Linked DNA regions of Sus scrofa: region 2 is linked to region 1. Evidence: chromatin contacts called from public HiChIP or PLAC-seq data. All regions are on one chromosome and are shown on one strand. Each heading gives the region's core, a stretch centred on a gene start, on an enhancer-like site or on the middle of the called end of the contact. The rest is flanking DNA. Distances are from core to core; before and after follow the strand shown.

Region 1 (6,719 bases), core at 395-2,894:
TGGCAGTGACAGGAGAAAGGGGTTAAGAAGGAGAAAGAAAATGGCTAAAAGAGAGATCCACCTCCTCTCAATTAGAATTCGTCCTTACAAGTGATGGATTTCACATGGGCTGTCTAGAGTTTCAACCTCCTCCATAGGCCATAAATAATTATGCATTGGAAGGGACCCCAGGACAGAATTCCATTGATCATTCTCTGGCACAGCCTAATGGTCTTCATGAGAATGGCCCGTGTGGAAAGAACTGTGTTTCCTGTGACAAGTTGTGGTCTTTGTGGCCCCGCCTGGCAAAGGGTCATAATCAAGTTGCAAGCTCCTGGCAGGTGGGGGATGCCCTTCCCGAGGCCCCCTTGCAGCTGTGGCATCTGCAGCTCACGGGCCTGCTGGTCTAACCAGGAGCAGTTTCCGGGTTTGTGTGTCTGCGTCATGTGCACCCTGCCACACTCGTGGGAAGCCAGACCCCACCCTGCTCCCCACTTGCGAGGCTGTGTGATCACATTTGTGGCAGCGCTGGCCTCTTGAAGAAGTTTCTCTTCCCAAGCTGTGTGGGTCTGCGAGGAGACACACAATTGCCTTTGTCATTTGTCCTTCCTGAGTGGGGACAAAAGCCCTTTCAGCTGCTGTGGAATGTACAAAAAGTTCTGTACTGAAGGGCTGTTGGGCCTGGCCTGGAATCCGGCAGACGGGGCTCAGACTAGGAAGCCTCTGCTTCCACCAGAAACTCCTGGGCCCGGCCCAGCCTCTGGGGCAGCCTGCTGTGTACCCGTGTGGAAGGGAGGCCCCAGAGATGCCCCCCCCCACCTGCACAGCACAGCGTGGATCCAAGTAACCTGTGACCTGCAACAACACACCCTAAGCATGGCTGAGCCGAGGTGCTGCGGGCCTGTCGAGCCAGGCTGGGCGTCAGGCATGGAGCTTTGCTGCCTCCCTCAACCCTCCCAACTCCTGAGGCTGCAATGGTGTTACCCCTGCTTTGCAGCTGGGGTGACTGGTCTTCAGAATGGGCCCCGGGGAATGCCTGCTGTGGCACAACTGGGTGGGCGGCGTCTTGGATTCGATTTCTGGCCCCAGCACAGTGTGTCAAGGATGCTGTGGCTTAGGTCTTGACTGAGGCGCAGTCTAATCCCTGGTCCAGGAGCTCCATATGCTGTGGGGCGGCCAAAAATGAAGGGGGTTAAAAAAAAGAGGGGGTGGCGGGGAGCCTGGGAGAGGACAGTGCTGAGACAGAAGAGCCAGGGCGCGAGGGGGAAGGAAGGAACTCTCACAGCTTGTGGGGAGGGCCCCAGGGCCTCAACACGGGGTGTGGACACTTTTATCTCCGGTTTAAACCAAGCAAAATAAAAATACAACCTACCCTTTGGGGGATGGGGGAAAGAACCTGCCACCACAAAACCTAAGAGTGGCACAAGTGGCCTTTTCTCATTGCTATTTACATCCCTGGGTGTTTCCACCATTGCAGAACCAGAGACTTAACACAAAGAAACCTGCTGCCAAAATACTGTGCAGTTTCCCAGGTTGCTATTGTCTGCTTTTTCTAACCAGGATCGGGCAGCTCCTAGGGTGCAGGAAGCCAACCATGGCTGAACTTTGCTCTAGTTTCAAAATGTAAATGAGCAAGTAGCAGGAGGAAGTGCCCAGAAACAGATCTGAGCTGTCAACCCCAGGGGAGCCCCAAGCGGCTACTCCCAGGGAGGGAGGAGGGAGGCCCCGGGGGAGGGCGACCCTGAAGGCTGGGAAACAGGTTTGCATGTTCGAAAGCAAATTGCCCAGGTCTCTGGGGCGGATTGCACAATCTTGCAATCTTCCAAGCAAGAGAGGAAGAAAGGAGAGCCGGGGTGTGGGGATCAGGCCAGTTTTTATACGCGATCTTGTCTAAACAAGACTCTTATCGAAGAGTAATCCTAAACGCTGGCCTTTCTTAATACCTCAGCTCCCTGGGGAATGGGTATGTGACTTTTGAGTTCCAGGAGGGGGATTAAATTGCCTCTTGGAGATGAGAGCCCCACATGAGCAGATAAGGTTGATAGAAATGGCGGGGTAGGGGGGATTCTCTTGTGTCCCATGGGGATGGTCTTCCAGATCCATTATCTTCCGCTGCACAAGGGGTGCTGGAGACAGAAGAAAGCTGATGTCTACTTACAGAGCAGCCTTTGGGGGGCGCAGCCCTGGGCTGCAGGTGCTGAGGAGGGGGTGGGAGACGGAGGAAGGGGCCTCGCTGGCTCTGCAAGGATCAGCTGAACAGGTGCAGGGCCTTAAGTTTTACTTCTATTTATTTATTTATTTTATCTTTTGTCTTTTTAGGGCCACACCCGCAGCATATGGAGGTTCCCAGTCTAGGGGTTGAATGGGAGCTGTAGCCACCAGCCTACACATGCCACAGCCACAGCAATGTGGGATCCGAGTGGCATCTGCGACCTACACCACAGTCCACATCAATGCTGGATCTTTAACCCATTGATGGAGGCCAAGGATCAAACCTGCATCCTCAAGGATACTAGTCAGATTGGTTTCTGCTGAGCCATGATGGGAACTCCTAATTTTTATTTTTTTATTTTTTATTTTTACTTTTGTCTTTTTAGGGCTGTACCTGTGGCATATGAAAGATCCCATGCTAGGGGCCAAATAGGAGCTGCAGCTGCCACCTAAGCCACAGCCATAGCAACTCCAGATCCAAGTTGCATCTGCAAACTACACCACAGCTCATGAAAATCCTGGATCCTTAACCCACTGAGCAAGGCCAGCATAGTCATGGATACTAGTCAGGTTCATAACCGCTGAGCCATGAAGGGAACTCCTAAGTTTTAAAGCTCGATTAAATCACTATAATGTGCCTCACACCCTGTTGCATGCTCCAGAAAAAAAACTCAAGTAGTTGACATATAATTAAATGTGTAATTAGTCTACCAAGTTCACAGCACCAAGATAGTGTTAGGGAAGGAACTATCACTGTAGGAGAGGCAGGCAACTGCCCAGGGTTGGGTGGGAAGGGATTAGATTCTGTGCTCAGACTGCCTGGCTTTCAAGCCACCTTGGCTGTGTGACTGGACCAGGTCTCTCTTTGCCTTGGTTTTCTCACCTATAAAATGGAAATCACTTCCGAGACTTGTTGTGAGGTTTCAATGTAAAATGCTTAGCATGGTGCCTGGAGTTCCTATTGTGGCTCAGCAAGTTACAAACCCGACTAGTATCCATGAGGATGTGGGTTTGATCCCTGGCTTTGCTCAGTGGGTTAAGGATCCCGCGTTGCCATAAACTGCGGCTTGGATCTGGTGTTGCTGTGGCTGTGCAGTGGGCTGGCAGCTGTGGCTCTGATTAGACCCCCTAGTCTGGGAACTTCCATGTGCTGTGGGTGTGGCCCTAAAAAAAAAAAATGCCCAACAGATATTAACCATCACTTATTATCATTATTATTACTCAAGACTCCGACCCTAGTTCTTCAGGTATTTACAACCTTAAGGGAAAGGCAAGTAAGGCATGTCCTAAAACAGAGCCACTCATCTGGTTACTGCTGGTAAGTGGCTGCAGATATCAGAGGGGGACAAAGATCTTTCGAGCAGGAATCATTAAAAGAGCCTTCATGGAAGATGAAGAACAGGGCCTTCAGAATTGGGTGGGAAGGAGTTCCCATCGTGGCACCGTAGTTAACGAATCCGACTAGGAACCATGAGGTTGCAGGTTCGATCCCTGGCCTTGCTCAGTGGGTTAAGGATCTGGCGTTGCCGTGAGCTGTGTCATAGGTTGCAGATGCGCCTCGGATCCTGCGTTGCTGTGGCTGTGGTGTAGGCCGGCGGCTACAGCTCCGATTTGACCCCTAGCCTGGGAACCTCCATATGCCGCGGAGGCAGCCCTAGAAAAAAGGCAAAAAAAAAAAAAAAAAGAACTGGGTGGGAAGAGAAGAGGTCAGGACATTCGGCCAGGAATGTATGCGCATACACAGGATGTGGAGGCAGGAAGATGCCCGAGAGTTGTTTGTAGAGTGCCTAGTTGCTTCGGCTTGGCTTGAGGTCCCACAGCACAGCCATGAGAAATAAAGTAGGAGATTAGGCAGGTACATCAGTGCCAGGTAACAGACTGCAGAGTATAATCTGCATTGTATTTGCAATGGCAGCCTTGGGGTGAGCTCGCAGAAAGAAGTGAGTTCTGCTTCTCCTGTCTTTTCTGAGGGTGATCTGGGCTCACATACTGAGATGATGCTAAGCCCACCATCACCAGATCTGTGGACATTCTCACCAGCTTCCATTTCTTGCTTCCCACTATGGAGGGCAGGACCCTTGCAGGGTGCAAAAAAGTCCCTTTCTTCATTTCTTCCGCTCTTGGAGCATTCCAGACTGGCTGGGAAGTGACCTGAGGACAGGGAGGCTCCTGCTGGTCACTGAATGGAGCTAAGGCTGGCCTGGAACTACGACACGGTCCAACTAGGCAGCCACTGGCCACTTGTGGCTCCCAAGCTGTTGAAATGTGACTTCTGGAGTTCCTGTCATGGCACAGTGGTTAACGAATCCGACTGAGGTTGCGGGGTCAATCCTTGGCCTTGCTCAGCGGGTTGGGGATCCGTTGTTGCCATGAGCTGTGGTGTAGGTCGCAGACGTGGCTCGCATCTGGCATTGCTGTGGCTGTGGCGTAGGTCGGCAGCTGCAGCTCTGATTTGACCCCTAGTCTGGGAACCTCCATATGCCTTGGGTTGGGCCCTAAAAAGCAAAAAAATAAAATAAAGTAAAACCCCCAAAACCAAAAAACCAAACCAAAACACATTGTATGTGTAGGAAATGCGTCAAGCTGTTTAAAAAGATTATCTTGAAGTTTTGTAATCTTTTTTTTTTTTTTTTTTTTGTAATTTCCTCCTGGGCTTTTCAGGATTTTTCTAATTTTTTACAGTGACTAACCAACAGAATTTTTTTTTTTTTTTCTTTTGAGAGCAGGAAGGGAGCTGTAGCAGGTTTTCAGCTGCTTCCAGGTAGAAGCAGTCAGGGATAGGACTCAGACAAGATGCTGCAAGTTCCCGGCTTAATATAAAGCAAATCTCAATGGGGACAGGTGTTTCATGACAGCTAGAGAGGTTCATCAGTCTCCTACACAGTCAGGCCTGACTGCTGACTCTCAGCATAGTGTGAAAGTTCAGGGAATCAGGGAGACACATAGAACCTGAACTGGGTTCAAATTCTCACTACACAGGTTTCCTCCTGTGTGTCCTTGCAGGTCATTTATCAACCCCAGGCTCAGCTTCCTCATGCTGGGCTGCTAACACCTTTAAGGACAGCAATACAGGTGTACCTCAGAGATACTGTGTGTTTGGTTCCTGACCACTGCAATAAATCAAATATTGCAATTAAGTGAGTCACCTGAATTTTTTTGGTTTCTCAGTACATATGAAAGTTATGTTTGGGAAAAAAAAAAAGGGGAGTTCCCTTGTGGCTCAGTGGGTTAAGAACCAGACTAGTATCCATGAGGATGCAGGTTAGATTCCTGGCCTCGCTCAATGGGTTAAGGATCTAGCGTTGCCAAGAGCTGTTGTGTAGGTTGCAGACGTGGCTCAGATCTGGTGCAGTTGTGGCCGTGGCATTGGCCGGCAACTGCAGCTTGGATTTGACCCCTAGTCTGTGGCCCTAAAAAAAGGCAAAATAATAATAATAATAAATATTTAGGGGAGTCCTTGCCGTGGTGCAGTGGGTTAAGAATCTGACTGTAGCAGCGGCTTGGGTTGCTGCAGAGGTGTGGGTCCTATCCCCAGCCCTGCATAGTGGGTTAAAAGGACCCAGGCCTTGCCACAGCTGCAAGGATTCAGTTCCTGGCCAGGAAACTTTCTCTTTTTTTTTTGTCTTTTTGCCATTTCTTGGGCCGCTCCCGCGGCATGTGGAGGTTCCCAGGCTAGGGGTCCAATCGGAGCTGTAGTGGCCGGCCTACGCCAGAGCCACAGCAACATGGGATCCGAGCCGTATCTGCAACCTACACCACAGCTCACGGCAATGCCGGATCCTTAACCCCCTGAGCGAGGTCAGGGATCGAACCTGCAACCTCATGGTTCCTAGTCGGATTTGTTAACCACTGCGCCACAATGGGAACTCCTAGGAAACTTTCATAGGCCTCAGGTGCAGCCATAAAACAAAACAAAACAAAATGGAGGGGTATGGGATTAAGCGGTACTACTACATATAAAATAGCTAAGCAACAAGGATGTATTGACAGCACAGGGAGATATAGCCATTATTTCATAGTAATTTTAAATGGAGTATACTCTATAAAAATAATGACTCACTAGGCTGTACACCTGAAACTAATATAATGTTGTAAACCAACTATATGTCAGTATAAAAGAAGTACTTGATTGGTAAAAAATGGTAACCATCAGCTAAGTTTTCACCAAGTCGTAATCCGTTTGCGCTGGCAACATCAAAGATCACAGATCACAGATGACCATAACAAATATAATAATAAGAAAGGTCGAAATCTCGTGAGAATTACCAAAACATAACCCAGAGACACAAAGTGAGCAAATGCTATTGGAAAAGTAACACCAAGAGTCTAAAGACTTGCGGGACTCAAGGTTGCCACAAACCTTCAATTTGTGAAAAACACATCATCTCTGAAGCTCCATCAAGTGAGGTATGCCTGTACTCAATTGATACTAGTTATCACTATAATGGAGATTTAGCTTCTCAAATATTCACACTAACAGTGCTAGAATGAAATTTTTTCAAGTTTCCTGGGCTCCACCTTGGCTATTT
Region 2 (6,906 bases), core at 1,587-4,086, 510 kb after region 1:
GAATTTCACTGTGTCCTTTCTTTAGATTCCACATGTAAGAGATAGCATATGATGTTGGTGTCTCATTGTCTGACTGACTTCACTTAGCATGATAATTTCTATGTCCATCCATGTTGCTGCAAATGCCGTTATTTCTTTCCTTTTAATGGCTGAGTAATATTCCTTTGTGTATATGTACCACATCTTCTTTATCCACTCCTCTGTCAATGGACACTTAGGTTGTTTCCATGTCCTGGCTATTGTATATTGTGCTGCAGTGAACACTGGAGTGCATGTATCTTTTTGAGTCATGGTTTTCCCTGGATAGATGCCCAGGACTGTGATTGCTGGATCAAATGGAAGTTCTATTTTTAGTTTTCTGAGGAATCTCCATACTGTTTTCCACAGTGGTTGCACCAATTAACATTCTCACCAACAGTGTAATAGAGTTCCCTTTTCTCTACATCCTCTTCAGCATTTATTGTTTGTAGACTTTTGGATGATGGCCATTCTGGCTGGTGTAAGGTGGTACCTCATAGTGGTTTTGATTTGCATTTCTCTAATAATTAGTGATGTTGAACATCTTTTTTTCATGTGTTTTTCAGCCATCTGTATATCATCTTTAGAGAACTGTCTGTTTAGTTCTTCTGCCCATTTTTTGATGGGGTTGTTTGTTTTTTTGGTATTGAGCTACAGGAGGTATTTATAAATTTTGGAGATTAATCCCTTGTCAGTTGCTTCATTTGCAAATATTTTCTCCCATTCTGTGGGTTGTCTTTTTGTTTTGTTTAGGGTTTCCTTTGCTCTGCAGAAACTTTTAAGTTTATAGAATTGCATCTTAAGATATGAGATAGTACAGCCTTTCAGTAAGTCATCAAGAAGTATTTATTGAGCCCCTATTGTATACTGAGCTCTGTATTCTAGCAGACACCAAAGAATTACACATCCTCCTTCATAGCAGGGGAAAGGACCCAGAGAAACAAAACAAATGGAGAATGAGGGGGAAGGGGAGTTAGTAAAAGGTAAAATACAGTCAGGTGAGTGCAGAAGTCTAGATGGTGCAGAGTTATTCCAAAATGGCCCTTGGGGAAGAATCCAGGAAGTCACTAGTAAGAGCAGAGGAAGTGTGGGAATGGCAGCAGGGAAGAGAAAGTGCAGTGGGAATGGAGGCAGCCCAAGTGCTTGGTGGAGGCACCTGCTGGAGAGTTGCTTCTGGGGACTTGAGGTGGTCTCCGTGGGGATCCTGTCCAACAGTAGAGCATTTTTCTTCCTCAGTTGCCAGAAGCTATTGTGAGGAAAACAAACTCGGTCTCTGCACAGAATGGGTGCCTCATCCCAGAAGTTCCCAAGAGGGCAGGGTCTGTCTTTCCAAGTCCATTCAGCACAGCTCAGGCGAATGTAACTTGCCCTTCACCCTACCTGCCAGTCTTAGGTCAGCCCTCCCCATCTTCGGCTGACACAGACAGAGCTGGCGAAGTAGGTAATACACACAGAGAGGTTTTCTATCTCTCCTCCACCCCAGCCTCACTCACAACAAGTCATTCCCCTTTATTCCACCTACCCCCAACCCAGTCTCTCTGAACAAGAACGAAGGACCCAGCTCCCTTAGTGAACTGGATCTGGGAGCTGGCTGGCAGTCTCTAGCACTGGTGGGAAAGCCTCTGGAGGACACTCAGCTCAGCTGAGAGCATGACTCCTCTTTTCCCCTTCTAAGGCAGGGTTGCTGTAGGTGTATGGCCCTAACCTCAGGTGGCCATTGAGGTTGTGCCGGTATCCCAGCAACGCTCCGCGGTGCCCCAGGGTTGTCTTTAAAGGTTGTAAAGAGTTCCTGAAAGACTCAGCACATGGGAGTCTCATGAGAAGGCAGATCTAGTGGGGCCCTTCTTTATTCCCTCTTTCAGAGCCAAGCATCAGGTACAGGGTACAAGGTAGGGCTCTACTTCTTTTCATTCTGTCTTCAGGCAGCACTGATGCATCTCAGCAACTGTTTAACTTCAGAGATCTACAGGTCACTGTAGAGCATATCACACACACAGCATCTGGTGGAGCCCACTGGCCTCATCACAACGTCCTTGAGCTTCTCCTAGCCTGTAGGGACCATCAAGTAAAAGGTCATATAGTCCTACACGGCTCCTCATGGGTCAAGATAGGAGCCAGTCACTGATGAATACATCTATGTAGTCTAATAGGTTGCCTGGGGAAAGTTCCCCCTTCTTTTTTTCATAACTTCTTTCAGTCTTTGATACTCCTTGTTCAGCTCTAACTTGAATCTATTCTTCTACTACTACACAAGCAAGTTCTTTTTGTCTCATCCTCAGAGGCAGCCCCTTGAATGAGAAAATCCAGGCTCTGCACCACTGTACTGGGAGTGAGGGATGAGGGAAAAAAAGAAGCAAGAGAGTAAATTCCTATGGCCATTTCAAAAAACCAGCAAGCAGAATCCTGTTGATGTAATAATAACCATGATAGCTACCATTTAGTGAGCACCCACTCTGTAGTAGTCATCCTGTATGGACTTTGCAAACATCTCATTTGACCATGTCCACCTTAACAATAAAGCAGCCAGTTATTTTACCAGCAAAGCGGTTTATGTGGACATAGATGTGTTGCAGTATGGGATATGCAAGCTGTGGAAAACCATGGGAAAATCCGGAGGACAAAGGAGAGGAATGTAACTTTATAGAGAAAAGGAGCAAGTTGGGAGACTGCTTTGAATGCATGTCTATCCAAGGAAAGTGAGAGTTCAGAGTGGTGATGGTTTCTCATTGGCTGGGCTGTTGCTAGGAGAAGAGAAAATCTTCCTCCCTCCTACTAGGGTAGTAAAGTAAGCTTCTTTCTGCCCAGAACTATAAATAAAATGCAACTGATGGTGTGTACATGACAAGTTCCCCTTCAGGGCTTCTGGATTTCATTTAAAAGGAGCCCTTCCTAGATTTCCCATTGTGGCACAGTGGAAACGAATCTGACTAATAACATGAGGTTGCAGGTTTGATTTCTGGCCTAACTCAGTGGGTTGAGGGTCTGGCATTGCCATGAGCTGTGGTGTAGGCCACAGACATGGCTCGGATCCTGTGTTGATGTGGCTGTGACATAGGTCAGCAGCTATAGCTCTGATTCAACCCCTAGCCTGGGAACTTCCATATGCACAGGTGCAGCCCTCCAAAGCAATAATAATAATAATAATAAAATGAGGCCTTTATTAACCTTCACAATCATCATGTGTAGGCCTCATTGTGTATTCTACATATGAGGAAATTGGAGCTCAGAAATGAAGTTGTTTGATGTCATAGTAGTTGAGGGCAAAGTGAGTATCTAAACAGAGGCTTACGGTTTCACTGTTAAAATATTCATCTCTCCAACAAACATTGTGGAGTCTCTGTACATGCCAGGTCCTGTAATAGGCATTGAGAACATAGACAAAGGCAAACACCTCTGCCTCATTCATCTCAGAGACATTCATAGAATCTTAGCTGCAGTGGAGACATAAGCACTTATGCACAGATGGGTAAGAGAGACCCACAGACACTGAGTGCATGGTCTTAGCCACTCAGCATCCTGTCTGTTAACCTCACCTTGCTATTCCTCCCATCTTTGGAAGTAAACCTTTACCAGGCAGTCAAAAGAACCTCTTATTTTCAGGATTCCTTGCCCTGGAAGTCCTCCTCACTGCTTTGGAGGGGGGTTCCTAGCCTCAGACCACTAGTTCAAGTCATAGGGACCATGGTATGTCACCCCCTGGTGTGCAGAGCTGTCCAGGCGCCTGTTGCAGAGCTGTCCAGGCACTATGTTCCTTGTCCTAGACCTTCTTTTTTTGGAGGGATGTAAATGCACGGCATTAATTTTTTTTAACGCATGGTATTTATGAATTTTTTCCCCCTGGGGCTGCACCATGTTCTGAAATGTGAACATGGCAAGCAGGACGGATACATTTTTAGATCAGTAAGTGCAACCAGATGTGTGGATGGGGCTGAAGAAACACAATAAGCTTTTGTGAGGGATACAGAGCCCTTAGACACAGCCTGGGGAAATGAGTTCATGACTGGCAAAAAATCCATAAGTCTAGGTGTTCTCAGAGTATCAGCTCCATGTATGCTTTGCCAGGCTGGGGGCCTGTGCTGCATTCATGTCTCCAGCTGTCATGACAGTAGATAATAGCCGGATGTTTGACGCAATTCTCTGCCTCATTCTAATAGTCACACTCGTGAAACTGATGAGAAAACTGAGGCTCAGTTTGGCAATGGCCAGAGTCATACAGATAGGCAGCAGGCAGGGCTGAGATTCAGACTAGTATGGTTGGACTCCAAAGCCCCTTTTCCTTTAGACGTTGTTGCTCTACAGATGGTTTTTTTTTCCCCTCAGGAGCTGGCTGGCCAAGGGTAGGACCCTGTGGGGCTCTGTGACCTTTGGGAGGCTCCATCCCAGTTAGTGGACAATGAGAAACACCATTGGCAGTGTTGGAACAGGTAGTAATGAGGTGGCAGGGGAGAAGAGTAGTACTCATCCTTGAGCAATTCAAAACCAAAGGTGAGGCGAGGCACGGATGCACCCATATCTTGTGAATGACACATGTCAATTTACAATAATGCTTAATTCTGGGGAAGCAAATGATGAGTGCTTTAGGAGTTCTGCACTGTGAGCCGGAGTAACCTGGGCAACGTTGAGGATGGAGGAATTTAAGATGCACCTTGAAGGATGGGAGAAATTTGGAGAGGAAAAGGAGTGAGAGACATGAGAGACTGAAAGTGTGTAAAAAATAGCAGGATCACAGAGGGAAATTAAAGAGATGGCATTGGGGAGATGAGAAACAGTAGTTATTAAGCACCTATTATGTGCCATGAGTGGTGCTGGGGGGCTTGTATATATTATTGTTTTAAATCAAGTATATTTAGTTTTGATTTACATATAAGAAAACACACACAGTTTTAGTGCACAGCACAGTCCCAATCACCCATGCAATATATCAAGCAGTCTAGTGTCCATGATATTGGACTTCTAGAAAGATAGGAGGAGGAAACAGAAAAAAATGTTTGAAGAAATTAAGGCCAAATTTTTTCCTCAAATTTGATGAGAACTGTAAATCTACAGATCTAAATATCTTACACCATGACACAATATGATCAAATTTCTGAAAAACAGTGACAAAGAAAACATCTTTAAAGCATCCAGAGGAAAAGACACATTTTGTTCAGAGGAACAAAGATAAAGCTTACCACAGATTTATTGTAAGAAACAATGCAACCCAGAAGACAGTGGAATGCATCTTAAAGTGTTGAAAGAAAAAGAAGTCAACTCAGAATTTTAATCTAGCAAGAATGTAATTTTAAAATGATGGTGAAATGATGACTTTTTCAGACAGACAAAAGATGAGAACACTTGTTGCCAATAGGCCTGAACTTAAAAAAAAATACTAAAGTTCTTTGGGCAGTAGGAAAATGATGCCAGATGGAAACTTGGATTAATACTAAGGGCTGGAGAGATCAGGAAATGGTAAATAATGTGAGTAAAAATAAAATATCTTTTCCCCCCTTATTTAAAAATTTAAAAAGCATAAAGATTTAAAGCAGAAGAATGTATATATTGTCTTATTGTTTTAAATCAACTATATTGTGGTGTTGATCGCATATACAGCAGTAAAATATATGACAACAATAGCACAAAGTAAAGGAGGGGAATGTGGGAGCATACTGTTGGAAGGCTTTTATAGTATATGTGAAGTAAGATAATATTTGAAGGTGCATGGTGATACATTAATTATGCATATTTTAAATCCTAGAACAACCACTGAAAAGAGAAGACAAGGTGATAGTTACCAAGCCAATAGTGGAGAGAAAATAAAATACTCAAAAATGCATAATTAATGCAAAGAAGGCCAAAAGAAAAAAAGGGAACAGAATAAAGGGGACAAATAGAAAATAAGCAGCAAGCTGGTAGCTATAAGCCTGACTCTATCTTTAATTACATTAAATGTAAATGATCTAAACACCTTCCCTTGATGAGCAGATGGCTTTCAGAAAGAGACCTCCCCACCCACCTTAAGCTGGCTCAGGAAAGAGGGGTTTTTAGTACCAGGATCTGTGAGGCAGGGATGGTGACCCCTAGAACAGGAGCCTTGACTCAGCTGGCTCTCATGGGAGCTGGGTCTGAGGTGGGAAAACCATCCCAAACTAAGAGACACTCCCCATCTTTCCAGGAATGTGTGGCCTCTTGCGGTTGCTATTGTTGGAGGGCCCCCTTCATGCCTTCATCTCATATGTGACCATCATGATGATCACCTGCTTCTCTCCCCTTTCTGTACCACAGCCTCTGCTTTGGTTTCCATTTCCAAAATGTCAGCAGCCTCTCAGTTCCCTGGACTTATGGCCTGAAGGAGGACTCTCAGTGGTCCAGATCATCTTCTTCACCGGGTCACAACTCAGCTGCCTTGGGAGGGGTACCCTGAGGTCAGAGGCCAACCTAGTCTAAGAAGTTATACCTGAGATGGGCCAACGGGCAGGTTCTCCTGGGGGTGGAGTGTGGAGGGTGGAATAAGATTGGCCTCCCAGCTGACATCTTTGCTTTAGTGGCTGCAGAGGCGACAAGAGCTATTCTTTGCAGCAATCATAGTTGGCCTTCTCATAATACTCCCCAAAGAGTAGAAAAATAGCATCTATAAAATCCAGGTTAATTCTGTGGCAATTGAAATGTTAGAGAAATAACAGAGAAGAAGTTCCCATGAGGCAACAGCTAGACCCAGACCTTAAAGGTTTGAAAAGGAACTAAGAGACCCCATTAGTTCCCATTGTCATCTTTGCTCTCGTGGAGAACTAGGCTTAAGAGTGTAAGGTTCATAATTGATCCTCTTATTAAAGATCTTCCTTTCTGCTTGATTCCAGCAGAAGCGTTTCATAATTTTCTCTGTTAAATCTTCACTTTCCTGCAGGGAAACTG

The links. HiChIP or PLAC-seq counts read pairs in DNA pulled down with a chosen protein or histone mark.
Region 2: an H3K27ac HiChIP or PLAC-seq map of alveolar macrophages shows a contact between it and region 1. The contact joins two enhancer-like sites. A contact is called at or near these places in 2 of 2 datasets of contacts at active chromatin or transcription factors (alveolar macrophages and skeletal muscle).

The regions. Positions count from the first base shown.
Region 1 is chr3:93,237,412-93,244,130 of Sscrofa11.1, forward strand. No RefSeq gene overlaps it. Among named protein-coding and RNA genes, the nearest start is that of EPCAM, 56 kb to the left of the region's middle. Within about 2 kb of position 1,645, at least 48 of the 83 cell types and tissues checked have an H3K27ac peak or open chromatin away from gene starts, as enhancers often do. A contact at or near this core is called in alveolar macrophages, where this site is marked.
Region 2 is chr3:93,745,590-93,752,495 of Sscrofa11.1, forward strand. No RefSeq gene overlaps it. Among named protein-coding and RNA genes, the nearest start is that of SOCS5, 110 kb to the right of the region's middle. Within about 2 kb of position 2,837, at least 1 of the 83 cell types and tissues checked has an H3K27ac peak or open chromatin away from gene starts, as enhancers often do. A contact at or near this core is called in alveolar macrophages, where this site is marked.